2 separate regions of the Mus musculus genome follow, and region 2 is linked to region 1. A link is a contact called in public Hi-C data. All regions are on one chromosome and are shown on one strand. The core of a region is the stretch at or near the end of the contact, and the rest is flanking DNA. Distances in the headings are between cores, read along the strand shown. Region 1 has its middle 12 kb from the start of Rtp1. Region 2 overlaps Masp1 (mannan-binding lectin serine peptidase 1).

The links. A called contact is a pair of places that touch in the nucleus more often than the background predicts.
Region 2: a contact with region 1 is called in a Hi-C map of liver, with 6 times the contacts expected there. The contact joins two enhancer-like sites. A contact is called at or near these places in 2 of 484 Hi-C or Micro-C datasets (liver and myocytes), 2 of 115 datasets of contacts at active chromatin or transcription factors (embryonic stem cells and pancreatic cancer cells) and 1 of 9 other capture datasets (pancreatic islet).

What each region holds. Positions count from the first base shown.
Region 1 is chr16:23,414,109-23,420,231 of GRCm38.p6, forward strand. No RefSeq gene overlaps it. Among named protein-coding and RNA genes, the nearest start is that of Rtp1, 12 kb to the right of the region's middle. Within about 2 kb of position 2,778, at least 46 of the 459 cell types and tissues checked have an H3K27ac peak or open chromatin away from gene starts, as enhancers often do. A contact at or near this core is called in liver and myocytes, where this site is marked.
Region 2 is chr16:23,495,375-23,502,260 of GRCm38.p6, forward strand. It overlaps Masp1 (mannan-binding lectin serine peptidase 1), which reads right to left. Exons shown (of 11, transcript NM_001359083.1): 3 at 706-883. Among named protein-coding and RNA genes, the nearest start is that of Masp1, 22 kb to the right of the region's middle. Within about 2 kb of position 2,372, at least 93 of the 459 cell types and tissues checked have an H3K27ac peak or open chromatin away from gene starts, as enhancers often do. A contact at or near this core is called in liver and myocytes, where this site is marked.

The DNA.
Region 1 (6,123 bases), core at 1,528-4,027:
AATTTCCAATGAAAATTTAATTTATGATATATTTTATAAATTTCTCATTGTGTTTTTATTGTCATGGAAATTTTGGTCCCTGGTGACAGTAACACAGTGTCTAATGTTGCGTCTTATTCTTCTTTTAACAACAATAAGAACGGAAATGGGGAGAAGCTTCCGCCAGCAAAGTGCTTTGTGAAAGCATGAAGACCTGAGTTTGGATCCACAGTACCCACATAAAAGCTGTGCATAGGGGCATGCATCTGTGAACCAGTGCTGGGGCCTCAGGATGGGGTGGGGGTGGGGAAACAGGGGGATTTACAGAGCTTACCAGTGACCAATCTAGTTGAACTGGTGAGCTCCAGGGTCACTGAGAGACTTTGTCTTAAGTGATTAGGATAGAAGATACTCAGCATTGACCTTTGGCTTCCACACACTTCTACACACATGTGAATACATACATGCAGGCACACAATACACACATGTGCACACATACACACACATGCACACATACACACACATGAGTACATACCAGCATACACACATATATGTAACACACATACACATATACGCACATATGCATACATACATACACAGAAGCACACACAGATACATAATATACACACACATACATGCACACAAATATATACACATACATACATGCACACACATATACATAATCACACACACAAGTACACACACATGCACACGTGCACACACACACATGACAGAAAAAAAAAAACCAGGGTTATCTGTAATTTTAGCAGTCTGGAGGCTGAGATAGAAGGTTATTAGTTGAGGCCAACCTGGACTACATGAGAAATGTCAGGACTGCTTGGATTATATAGGAGAGCCTGTCTCAAAAAGTGTATTGCTGGGCGTGGTGGCACACACCTTTAATCCCAGCACTGGGGAGGCAGAGGCAGGCGGATTTGAGACCAGCCTGGTCTACAAAGTGAGTTCCAGGACAGCCAGGGCTATACAGAGGAACCCTGTCTCAAAAAAACCAGAACCAAAACCAAAACCAAAAAAAGTGTGTTAATAACTATCATTATTGCTGAAAATAGCTCAATATTTCTTGGCAGTTCTGTTCCTATTCCTACAATCAATCAGCCTTAGGGTAGATGGAAGTGTAGTCAATTCATGTTTTAGGTTCAATCAATATAATTTACCTATTAACTTTCATTTGTTTTATTTCTTTGAGTTTTAAGGATACAGAGAAGCTGAATTTTTGCCGGGTGTTTGTGGCACACGCCTTTAATCCCAGAACCCAGGAGGAAATGGCAGGAGGATCTCTGAGTTTGAGGCCATCCTGGTCTACAGAGCAAGTTCCAAGACAGCCAGGGCTATACAGAGAAACCCTGTATATATATATATATATATATGCAGAGAAAATACGTATCCATACAAAAATAAACAAATCTTTAGAAAAGAAAGGTTAAGAAGATTCTGTGGGACTGAAGAGGTGACTGGTTAAGGGCATGCACCACCCTTCTAGAGGATTGGAGTTCCATTCCCAGCACCCACACTTGGTGGCTCAAAAATGCCTGTGGCTATAGCTCCACTGAATCTTATGTGTCTGGCTTCCGAAGGCATATGCACTTTTGTGTGCATATCCACACAGAGACATGGACATACATACATAATTAAAAACAAAATTGATATGGAATACTTTTGTGGTAGAGAACTACCTAGGGTAAAAGGTAAGAACACTAGAGGCTTGGAAGGCAGAGGAGTTGCATAGTGGTAGTGGAGGCAGCAAGTGAACTTCTCCTGGATGCATGAGAGAAGAAATCTGGGAAGAAAAGAGAAATGGAAGCAACGTGAGTTGTGAATCTGCACCATCTATGTCCCCTTTGGGGAAAAATGTACATGGATTATTCTGAAATTACTTTTTGGGTGGCTCTTGCATTATGTCTGGATGTTAAGTAAAGTGTCACGTAGAGATTGAGCTATGTGGATTGTATCTTCAATGGGGCAACAGATCGTCAAATGGAAACACTTAAGAGTGCATGGGTACTGCACTAAGATCTAAGCTGGCTGTCCGTGAAGGCAGGTTATGAATAAATTAACACGTGTTTGAGTGTCTGTGCTCACTGAAGATATCCACATTCTTACACAGGAGGTACAGGTCCTTTAATTATAAGCAGACCTACAAGGCAAGACTGAACCAGACCAGATGTCCATTGACATCCTCATGCTTGATTCCAGGTCTCTGGCAAATAGAATTACATCAATCATTGGCAAACTTCCTAAAAAAGAAATAAAGCACATCAATGGAAAAATGAAATTTGAATCTAAGTGGAGGCAATGCAGACATTGACCAGAATAGCCTGGGGAATCAAATAGGACTCAGATTGCTGCTGTAGCGGGAGGAGCCACGCCCTGGCTCTGAGCGCTCCCGCCCATGGCCCGAGGGGTGATGGGAACTCTGCTTCAGGAAGAGCCGCTTGTGCTTGCAGCGTCCTGGGAAGGTTGCGGCCTCTCAGCGCGCCTTTCCTCTGATCAGCCTCAGTGTAGGAACCCTACTGATATCTGCTCACCACCACACAGTTTAATCTCCATATTATTGCACTGATGTTTATCCCGAGATAATGTCCCCTGTTTCTGCTTGCGCCACTCTGGTTTCAACTCCAGCTTCTAAAAGTCCATGTAAATTGTCCACATATCTATCACTCTTACCCTCTCAGGCCCTGCTCCTCCCCGCCCCTCCCCCCCAATGAGGCACATTAGAAAAGGTCGGTTGAGGACACAGGCTTCTGAAAAGTCACAGTCCTAGCAAGCGTTTAGCTTTGCCTGTCACATTCCAAAGTACATGTTCTGGACTGCATTTCCTGTCTTGTGCTCTTCGGAGAGGACAGCTGTTGACTTTGCCTCAGATCCATCCTTCAGGCCACTAAGCCAGCTGTCGTTGTTAAGACATGGCTGTCGAGTGGCTCAGGCTAGCCATCAAATGCACAAAACCACACAAAAGCACACCATGGCTACAGCACTGGGATTCTTGAATGGGAAACCCTCCATTAATGCAATGTGGATGGGGCTTGTTATTGGCCAACACCCCTTCCGACCTGTCAAACAGCACAGCAGAGCCATTGTGATACTCTAAGAAGGTGATTGACACAGACATGCCCCCTCCCTGACTCTTCCTGCCCTCTGGACACAGAGCACTTAGTGAGAGGAGACTGAGGTGGAGTCTAAGTCAGGTTTTGGCTGGAACAAGATGTATGAAAAGTCTAGCAGACAGTTAAGAGTTCCGAGGTGGTGAGCTCTGCGGCTGGGGGCTGGGTTCGTGATGACCCTGCAAGTCTTCATCCCAGCAGGAGCAGGTGGAGAAAGAATTAGAAAGATGGAGGAGCATTACAGATTGGCCATTGAGCCACTCAGGAAACAACAACAATGCGTTAATAGGTTTTATTGAGAGCAGGGAGGAGTATGCCTTAATAGGTTTTATTGAGAGAAAGTGCCCAGGGGAGCCAGGAAGGAATGGGTTGCTGGGTGGAATTTTGGAGAAAGAAAATAGATCTTAGAGGCAGCTGTCATGTAGGAAATGCTGGGTTGAGGCTGAAGCATATGTCACCCGGCTCCTCTGGGAGAGAGAGACATCAATAATCCTACCAATTATTTCTTTACTGCCTCTCCGGCTTGTGTTTTTCCTTCGGTTCTGTACCATGAAGAGCCGAACCCCCTTCCCACAGTCATCCCAATGCGCAATGGAAGATGCAGGGGATCCCATCTCTATCTGAGTGAGCTGCCTTACACACACACACACACACACACACACACACACACACACACACACACCTCTTTCCTTCCCCTCCCCCATGTGTCTCATTTGCCCTGTTTCCCCTGCTCCCCCTTTCGAGGCACATAGCCTCGTTAGAGATGGATGACATGTGTGCTTACAGTGAACTCCTCTCATTTTGTATTCTGTGCTATGGCAGAAGCCACAGGGACTGACGCTGTAGGTCCTTTTTGGTCCCCAGGCCTCCCGGGTGAAGCCTGTCCTTGTGGCTGGCTCTCTTGCAGCATCTGTGCTCACATCTTACATCAGCATCCCCTTGGCCCTGTGTTCACCTGTTGGAGCTTGTTAAGGAGAGCAAGGTGCAGCAGGTGTGTGAACAGTGACAGCGTGCCCTGTGCCGTCTAAACGTGTCAGTGTTGAGTTCCCTGGACCGGCCTCTGGGATGAGGATGCCAGCTTGCTGGGAAGTGCTCTGGAGAGCGGAACTCCTGTGAGATGAGGGAGGCAGGATAGCTACGAAGAGCTGAGGTGCAGTATGGTGCATTTAAGCCTCAGCTCAAGCAGTGGGAAGCATTGAGAGAACACTTCAGGGTCACCCCTAGTTAGGCACAAGGAATAGCTCCTGTATGCTCCCGTTAGCCACTGGCCTTGTGGGGCTCTCTGAGGGGCAATTCGCAGTGAATTATCAGGGACACGGACAGCTCCTCACAGGAGAGGCGTGGTGGGGTCTGGAGGAGCTTGCCTTCACCTTCCCAGTAAAAGTGGCTGCCTACACACCACCTTTACTTCTACGGTCACAGAGTTTCTAGAGTCTGGAATCTTAAGTCCTCAGCATGCCATTAGACCAAAAGAAAGCCAGCACACAGGTAGAGGGAAACAGGTGTGTTTACTGTGTGGACCAGAAGTAGGGAGAGAAAAGTTCTTAGTTTCTCTCCATCTTCCCAGGAGCAGCATTGTGATTTTTAAAGCCAGGGAATATGTACAAATAGCTGTGGCTAGAGGCTAGTCGATCAAAGTGGTATGCGGTGCTGCTCCTCTGGCCCCTGGGCTTCAGCTTTTTTCTCTCTCTGAGCTTGTGGCCCTGGGGAAATTTTGTTTTTCATTGTTCCTATTACAGTGATGGTGTCGAAGAAGGACTGTAAGTCAGACTAGTCCAGAAGGCCAACCTGAGGTCATTCTATGGCTGAACTGGCAAAGCAAATGGAGTGACTCCTTTTGAGAGTTTAATGGAGGCAGGACTGTGTACAACTCTGGCAGCTTGTGAAGTCACAAGGGGCAGAAGCTGCACACAGCTAAGGTTTCTGAGCTCACTCACTGTGATCACAGCTGACCTAGAGATCATGAAAGCTCACTCTCCCTCAGAAGAAATGTAATAATAACTCACGAGTACGTGACACTTCTCATGCAAGTCAGCTATGGTTCTGTGTATAGTTAAGGCAGTTTTAAGAACTGTGTTTTACATACCTGTAAGAAAATTAAGAGACTGCTGCTTCCCCCGAACCCCTTCCTGCTCACCCCACTCTGAGATGGGGTTTTTCTGTGTGGCTTTAGCTGTCCTGGAACTCATTCTGTAGACCAGGCTGGCGTTGAACTCAGAGATCCACCAGACTCTGTCTCCTGTGTGCTGGCATTCAAGTGGTGGCCCTACCACCACCTGGTTGATTTATTGGTTTTATAGGTAGGAAATCATAGTGTAGGGAGATTATTCTAGTTTGGTTTCTAGTGCTGTGATAAACACTATGGCCAAAAGCAGCTTAATTAGGAAAGGGTTAATTTCATTCTGAGGGAAGTCAGGGCAGGAACTCAAGGCAGGAACCAAAGCGGATGCCATCAAGGAACATTTACAGTCTCTATCCCATGTCTTGTGTGACCGGCATATTTATATAACCCAGGACTACGTCCCAAGGGATGAAACTGCCCACAGAGGAATGAGCCCTCCAACGCTAGTCATCAATGAAGAAAATGCCCACAGACTTGCTTACGGGCCAGTCTGATGAAGGCATTTTCTCAGTTGTCTCAGATGACTTGACTCATGTTAATAAATAACTAACCAGCACAGAGATCAAGTTAGCCGGCTGTCATACAGCCAGTCAAAGGTAAAGCCAAGACTTAAACACAGACCGGCAGATTCCACAGCCTTCCTGTTCTGTGACAGGTGTGAAACAGGAAGAGCACATACCAGGACAAGATCGGAAATAATGATAGACTGTCAGTGGGTTTCCCATCTGCTTCCTGAGATACTTAGCTCAGCAATCTACGAAGTGTCTACAAATATTAGCACCCAAGGGACACTTCACCGCCTACTACCTCAGAGCAAAGAGATATTCCAACCCTTGACAGTCTGTCTCCAAGAAGCTGACTCTTCAGCATGTGCAGAGTGTTTGCAGATGTCTTTCTCTG
Region 2 (6,886 bases), core at 1,122-3,621, 81 kb after region 1:
ACAAATTACATGATTATTTGGAAAAATCTGGCAATTTCTTATGAGACTAAACACAACTGTCTTCAAACCAGTGATTCTATGTCTAAATAGTCACAATAAACAGGGAAACATATATTCACAAAAGACTGTAACAATCTTTATCTTATAAGGAGTGTAAAAAAAAATAAGTGAAGCCTAGGTATCCCTCAATGGGAAATGAACAAAATCTTTACAGTGTATTCATTAACACTGTGGAACACAGTTCTGTCCAGGGAGCTATAACAACCTAGTTGAAGCTTTCCAACTTTATACCATCCCCAACTATACTTCCTGTATGTTCATTTATGTGAAATTTTGGAAGCAAAACTAATCTACAGAGGAAGAGGAGGAAGAAGAAGAGAAAGGAATAGATATGTACAAAATACCAGAAATGCACATGTAAGATTTATACATTTTATTATATGTATATTCTACAGCAAAACAAAGCATTGTTAATAGGTGTTGAACTAGGAAGCAATATAATGATATTTGCCATTACTTTAGAATATATCAATAAAGATTAATTGTTGGCTGAGTGGTAGCTAGCTAGATGGGTGGATTTGAGATGCAAAAGTGCAGGAAGCCACTGCAGGCAGAATCCATGGGGGTGGATGTCAGTCAAGGAAAGAGCACAAGGGAGTTTTCATCTCTGGAGATAAGGGGAGACCTGAAGATGAGGCAACTTACCTACAGCCATGTAGTGGGCGTCGAAGCCTGTGAATCGTTCCTCATTGGAGAAATCTGACCGGAAAGTGACAGACATGAAGGTGCCAGGCGAAAGAACCACTTCCTGGCCGGGGGTCTGCTCAGTATCGGTGGTCTCCCTGCCACAAAAGGTTGCCAGCACCTGGTCTTCTGTTTCTACCTTTGGGGACAAAGTGAAAAGGAATAAAATGAGTGCCTTCCCCTGTCAGCCTCTCTCGGGTTCTTCAAGAAGACTGAGAACAGGTCTGCCCACAAGCAGATGAGGCAGCATTGGAAACTCAAAGAGAGGGAGCTAGGAACAGATCTGCTGACGACATGGGACTGGTGTAAGCGAATGTGGCCATGTGATCAGTTCTGTTTGTTTGGTTCGATTTCCTCAGCAGGCACTTGGTGTGTGTCTCCTCTTTGCCATCTGGATGAGTTATTCTTTGAAAACAATTCCATGGAAAACTTGAAAAGAGCTAGATAGCCTCACAAATAGATTCTATATGCAGCTAACCATGCTTCCTGGGAAAAGAGACACTCCACACAATAAGCCATTCACAGAGCATCCAGTGTGTGCCTGCCACTGTACCAAGCTCGAGGAGACAGGGTGATGAAAGACAGGCAAAGTTCTGTGGGACAGTGGTGTTCAGACCAACAGACACAAGTGGGGCTGGAACAGTGTGATGAGCGAATTCACAGAAGCAGTCAGGACTTGAAGGGTTCCCAGCGTAACACAAAGCTACAGGGCATTAAGAGAGTTTTGTTTTCAATCGGCATTTCCCCAGCCCACAGACTAGAACCTGGCACATAGTTATTTATCCAATAAATATTTGCTAAGAAGAACTTAAACTTCAAGACACATTACGGGGACTCTGAGGAGCCAGAGAGTCGGTGAGAATTGCAGGAGGAAACTGTGTTTGGAAGGACATTGCAGCCTGCTCTGGTTGACCTTTGGTAATGTTAATGGTGTGAGTGGAAGACATTAAAATTTTTTGAGCAAGAAGTCATGTACTCATAACTACATTTAATAGGTAGTCCTGAAACATTTAGAAACTGCTTTTTGGAGGCCTCCAGAGGTTACATGCATGTACACATGCCGAAATCAGACTCAGCATTTCCCTACTTGATAAAAGAACTCTGTACTTTGGAAGGGCCTGGGACCCTTGTGAAAATTTGGATAACAAAGTAGAGAGAACCTATTGCTTGCCTAAAGCTGACTTTACATGTCTGGCCCTGGGAAAGAGCTGGTTGGTGCTATTGACTACGCACATTTAACCTACTTCCTTACTCCTACCCAAGCAGCTTACAGCCCACTTGATTCTTTTAAGCTTATATTTCTGTTTGTTAACATCTGCACTGGTGTTTTAACCAACCTACAGGAGAAGGTCCAATGGAGAATGGTTTCTGTCACCAAAAGGAATTTCTCAAAGGCTGTCTGTCTCGAGTGGCTTCTAATGAGTCCATTGTTGTGTCCCTAAGCCTAGTATGGCAGGATATCTTGACATCTGACACTTCTGTTTTGAAACTAATGGTTTATTTATTTAAAATAAGAAGGAAAGCAATTTGCCCCTGGCAACAAAACACAAGGACAATTAATCACTAATGTCGGGAACTGAAGTGTAAACAGAAGATGAGCTCATGGCCTTGCTATTTGTTCTCTCTGTGCAGATAGTAGCGATCTCCCACAGACTCTAGCTGCAGAATGTGCCTTTCTCTACACAGCTGAACTGCCACTCTTTGCCTTCCAGCAGCTATGCTAACATGGTTAATGGGGGTTTCCAGATAACTGAAGGTTTTCTAACAGTAATCCTTAAAATCCTTTTCTATTAGGGTAGAGCACTTCCTTTTTTTTTTTTTAAGTGTTTTATGTAAATCACAATTTTCTTAAGTAAAACACACTAAGCTTCCCTGGGTGAATTCAAACATCACAAATGTCAAGTGTCATTATACTACATTAGAGTGGGACCCTGGGGATACTGAGCCCTTCTACTGTTTGCCCTGCCTGGAACACTGCTCAGCTGTATGCCTCTGCAGTTTTTACAACTTTTTAATGAAGTGGTTTATGTTGGTGTACAGTAGTAGCCCTACTTTCTGTCTGCCTATTTTTAATATGCTATAAATTAGAACCTATTTACACTGCTCTTGTTGGAATTTAATAGAAACGAGATTTAATAGATTTAGAAGAAGGACTAAGGGACGAGGTTCTTCAGTGGGTAACTGCAAAACCCCAGCGTTCTAACTTGATGTTAGTTGTCTCTAGTACCATCAGAGTATAGCCCTATAGGCCTGTAGATATCTCAACACACAGGTCTAGGATGACTAGTGAAGATAAGATTATTTGTGAACCATATTGACACAGTTGAGAATTGAATACTACTGAACTGTCAGAACTTAAGCAATAAGGACCATAGCGCAGAAACCTCTCTGTAGCCTGGCAGTCCCGCAGCCTCTTGGATTTTGCAGTGTGCAGGGCACGGGCTCTTTCAAGCAAAATCGGCCACAGATAATCTGGAATAGAGATCTACTTGGGACCTAGAATGGATTTTCTCACTCCTTGCAACGTCTGGGATGAAGGCTATTTTCATGATGGTAAGCAATCGCCACCTAAGGTTTACCCCAGTCTAGAGAACAGGGATGCATGCTCTAGCGGAAAGCCAAGAAAACTGAGTCATAGAGATATTTGTAGAAGCAGACAAGAGACAGTCTGAGGTCCTAACAATTCAGCCTGCAGCCCAGAATAGAAGTGGAGTTTACTGCGGATGAGGAGGACCTGCAAGAGATTTAGTTTCTCTTCTTCCAGAGGAAGCTGAGACCCAGAGGGGAAGTGACTTCAGAAGAGCTGAGAGATAACTTGAGCACTTCTGATAGCATGTTTTGCTTTTGAGAAGGTTCTGGGACTCAGGGAAGAGGCACCAACACAGAGAGTGCGATGCGACACAGAGCGTGACAAAGGACACAGACACTCCGCCAAACAACTTTCCTGGCTCGAGAGCCACTTGAAACCTTATCTTGAGTTCATGGGTTTTTCTCCCAGAGAGAATGTGGCTGAGTGACAGCTCAAGCCATAAGCTAAATAAAAGGCTCGGTGACCCTGGCAAACATTTATATCCCACTGTTATAAAATGCTGCAAGATCATTTGGCTCTGAGTATAGCAAGATTGAGCCATGGCTTCTGTTTTGACTGTCCTTGTATCTAGACCCCAATGTGGTGGAGGCAGCTTATCATGTGAAACATGGAATTTATAACTAGAGGCCCCTGCGACTGAGGATCACAGACTCTGCACTTCCTATTTCCTATTGATGGCAACTATATTACTGTAAGCTACTGTTATTTAGGGCATCAGTATGTGGCTGCATGTCATCAGTTTGGTTTCTTTTAACTCAGTTGTCCTGATTTCTGTCCGGACTATAATATGAAAACTGTTCAAAAATTACTTACTTTGTGACATGAGCTAACAAGCATGCACCTTGCCTCTGGGGATGTGAAATTTAGTAGGAAAATAATAAAAATGCTCAAATGTGTGCCCTGTGATAGTGCTAGGGTATAAGAACTGCAATGAAAATGGGCAGCCTTGGGCTTTAGGGAAGGAAACCAGATGTATCCAGCTGAGAAGGTCCAGGAGATCTTTAGGAGCTGGAAGACACAGTTCAGTTGTAGAGCACTTGTTTGGCATCACTCACAACCAACACCAAAACCCTTCTGAAACCTACTCTGGGCCCGTGAAGAACATTTCATGCTTATTTTAGGCAGACATCAGCATCCGTGCTGGAATACCTTATTAACAATATAGCTGATCTGGGGCCCTAGGATTTCCTTCTTGTATCATTCTAGGGTTGTTCCAAAGAAGAGCTGGTGGAAACCTGGAAGGTGGTAGCCATTACTCTGGGATTAAGCCTATTTTCATGATGGTAAAGGTTGTCTTGGGCAGATGGAGAAGACATAGAAGTTCTCACTTGTTTTCTTATTCCTCTACTCTATACCTGGCTCCCCTTCCCACTTACAGGCTCTGAGAACCAGCAGGAATGTGTAAATGCCATCTGATAGGTGAATGTGGATCCTTAAAGATCCACTGTCGTCTTTGAGCCAAGAGTTCTGGAGACCTTTTTAGTTAGATCCCTATATAGATGTCAACCTTTCCACTGGTGCTGGGGCTTTAGGAGAATGGCTTGGTCGTTTTCTCTGTTGCCCTCAAACTTTCCATTCCCAGCATTAACTCCCCTAAACTCTCCCTACAAATGGTGTGACCTCTAACATTCATGATCTTACATGCTCACAGTGACTCCAATTCAACTCTCCCAATTGAATGGTGGAATGTCAGAGGACAATGTCCTTTGACCTTGGTTTGGGGAACTGGCTCATATAATGAACTCTAGAATAATGGTAAGGAAACCACTATTGGACTCTTGCAAAAAAAAAAAAAAAAAAAAAAAAAAAAGGGTGTGAGCTCTGTAGTGGTGAATCAATTGGGAAACCAGCTTTGGTAGCATAAAACATTAACACAGTGGGCTGGTGCTCTGGCTAAGAAAATACCCACAGAGCACTCCATGTGGGCATGCTCTGTTGGCTGTGCACTACGTAGTTATTAAGAAGAAGCAAGTATCCACTAAGCTGTCAGAAATGTGATAACTTAGAGAGGGCGGGACTGGGCCTGGGAATTGTTCCTTCCACTAGAAAGAAAAAGTAGCTGCAAGATAAGGGTGAGGTCAAAGCTGCGTTGTTATGACCTGTGTGTTGAGCTCTGAAGGACTTGAGACAGCCTGGAACTTATCACACAAACCAGAAGTCAGATATGACTCTTACAGACTCTGAAGTGCTCTTCTAAGCACAAAAGACAACTCGAAAAACGACTCTGCTTGTCATTGTTTGCTGTTGTTTTCTATAAAGAACTATATTCTCACATCTAGAAGGCTCAAAAGAAACCATCAAGGGGGGTGTGCCAGCTTCAACTAGAAATGATGAGACAGATGACGAGAAATGAGATGAAATCTTGGGTTCAAGTGTGTTGAGAGCTCCTGGCTGCTAACTTGAGCTCTGTCTTGGGAGAAGGAAAGGATGTCTCTCAAGGTGAAGTTATGAAGCCAGAAGCAGAACCCAGGTGATCATCCAGAGCCACAGAGAGCATAGGGCGGGCTCTCTCCAGGGAACGTCCCTAAGTTCTTGAGCAGACAACACAGAGCTGATTGCTGTGCTATTTCTATTTTTCCCACTTCAGTGAGGGTTTTGCCGTGTTCATTTTAGTCTTACACCACAAGGAGAACCAGACACTGGGCATTGTGAGCCAAGTAACTTTCCCCATAGGTTCAGAGATCTATGGCAAAGAGTAGCTGCACAGAAGCCCCTACTGTGAGCGAGCATCTGTACATAGACACAGTTTAGATCACAGGACCCTGAACTTTGAGCCTGATCTCACAATGCACTTAGGCAACAGGGTTTGAAATGTGTTCAGTGCTTGGAAAAGGCATGAGTGATTTTGTTCTGAGACTGTGATATATTGTACCTGCAACTGGCTCTTCTATTCCTGTATGCAGAGCCTTCTGTCTCCTGACTTTGCTGCTCCTGGACTGAGCTGGTGACTTGTGCTGACAAAAGGACATTGCATGTTTGAAGGGATATGCCTTATCTAAACTCAGACTGCACAGTTTTGTAGCTATTGATTGCTTGTCACAGCTTTAGTAAAGCTCCCGAGGTTTCTGTTAAGCCCATGTGTGCAAAATCTACGTTTAGCAAGGAGCCCTGCTAAGGCAGTTTGGAAAGGACTCCTTGGTCCATGCTCCTAGGTACCTGATGTGTTTTCTTAGCCTCCACTGCTCTCCGGTGATGTTTCAGCACCCAGACCTGTCTTCAACAAACAGTTTATTAACTCAGATTAGCCACAATACCTACTAACCCTGATGTTTACAGCTAATTGTTTTTTTTCACCCTGTGAATTCCTATCTGCCTGGGCTATATTTGGAGCAGGGTGCAGACTCTAATACTAGAACTAGAAACAAGAGTGAAATTCCTGTGAACTTAGTAAACATTAGGGAGCCTATTTGGTGTCACACTAATAGAGAATTTGCAAAGACCTGGAAATATTCTTAGGAAATTTTTAGCAAGGAAACCCCCATTGCTGTAGTCCTTAGAAGGGAGTCATGTTTCTGAGTATAGCCTGCACGCTATTCTTTTAATGTTAGTCTT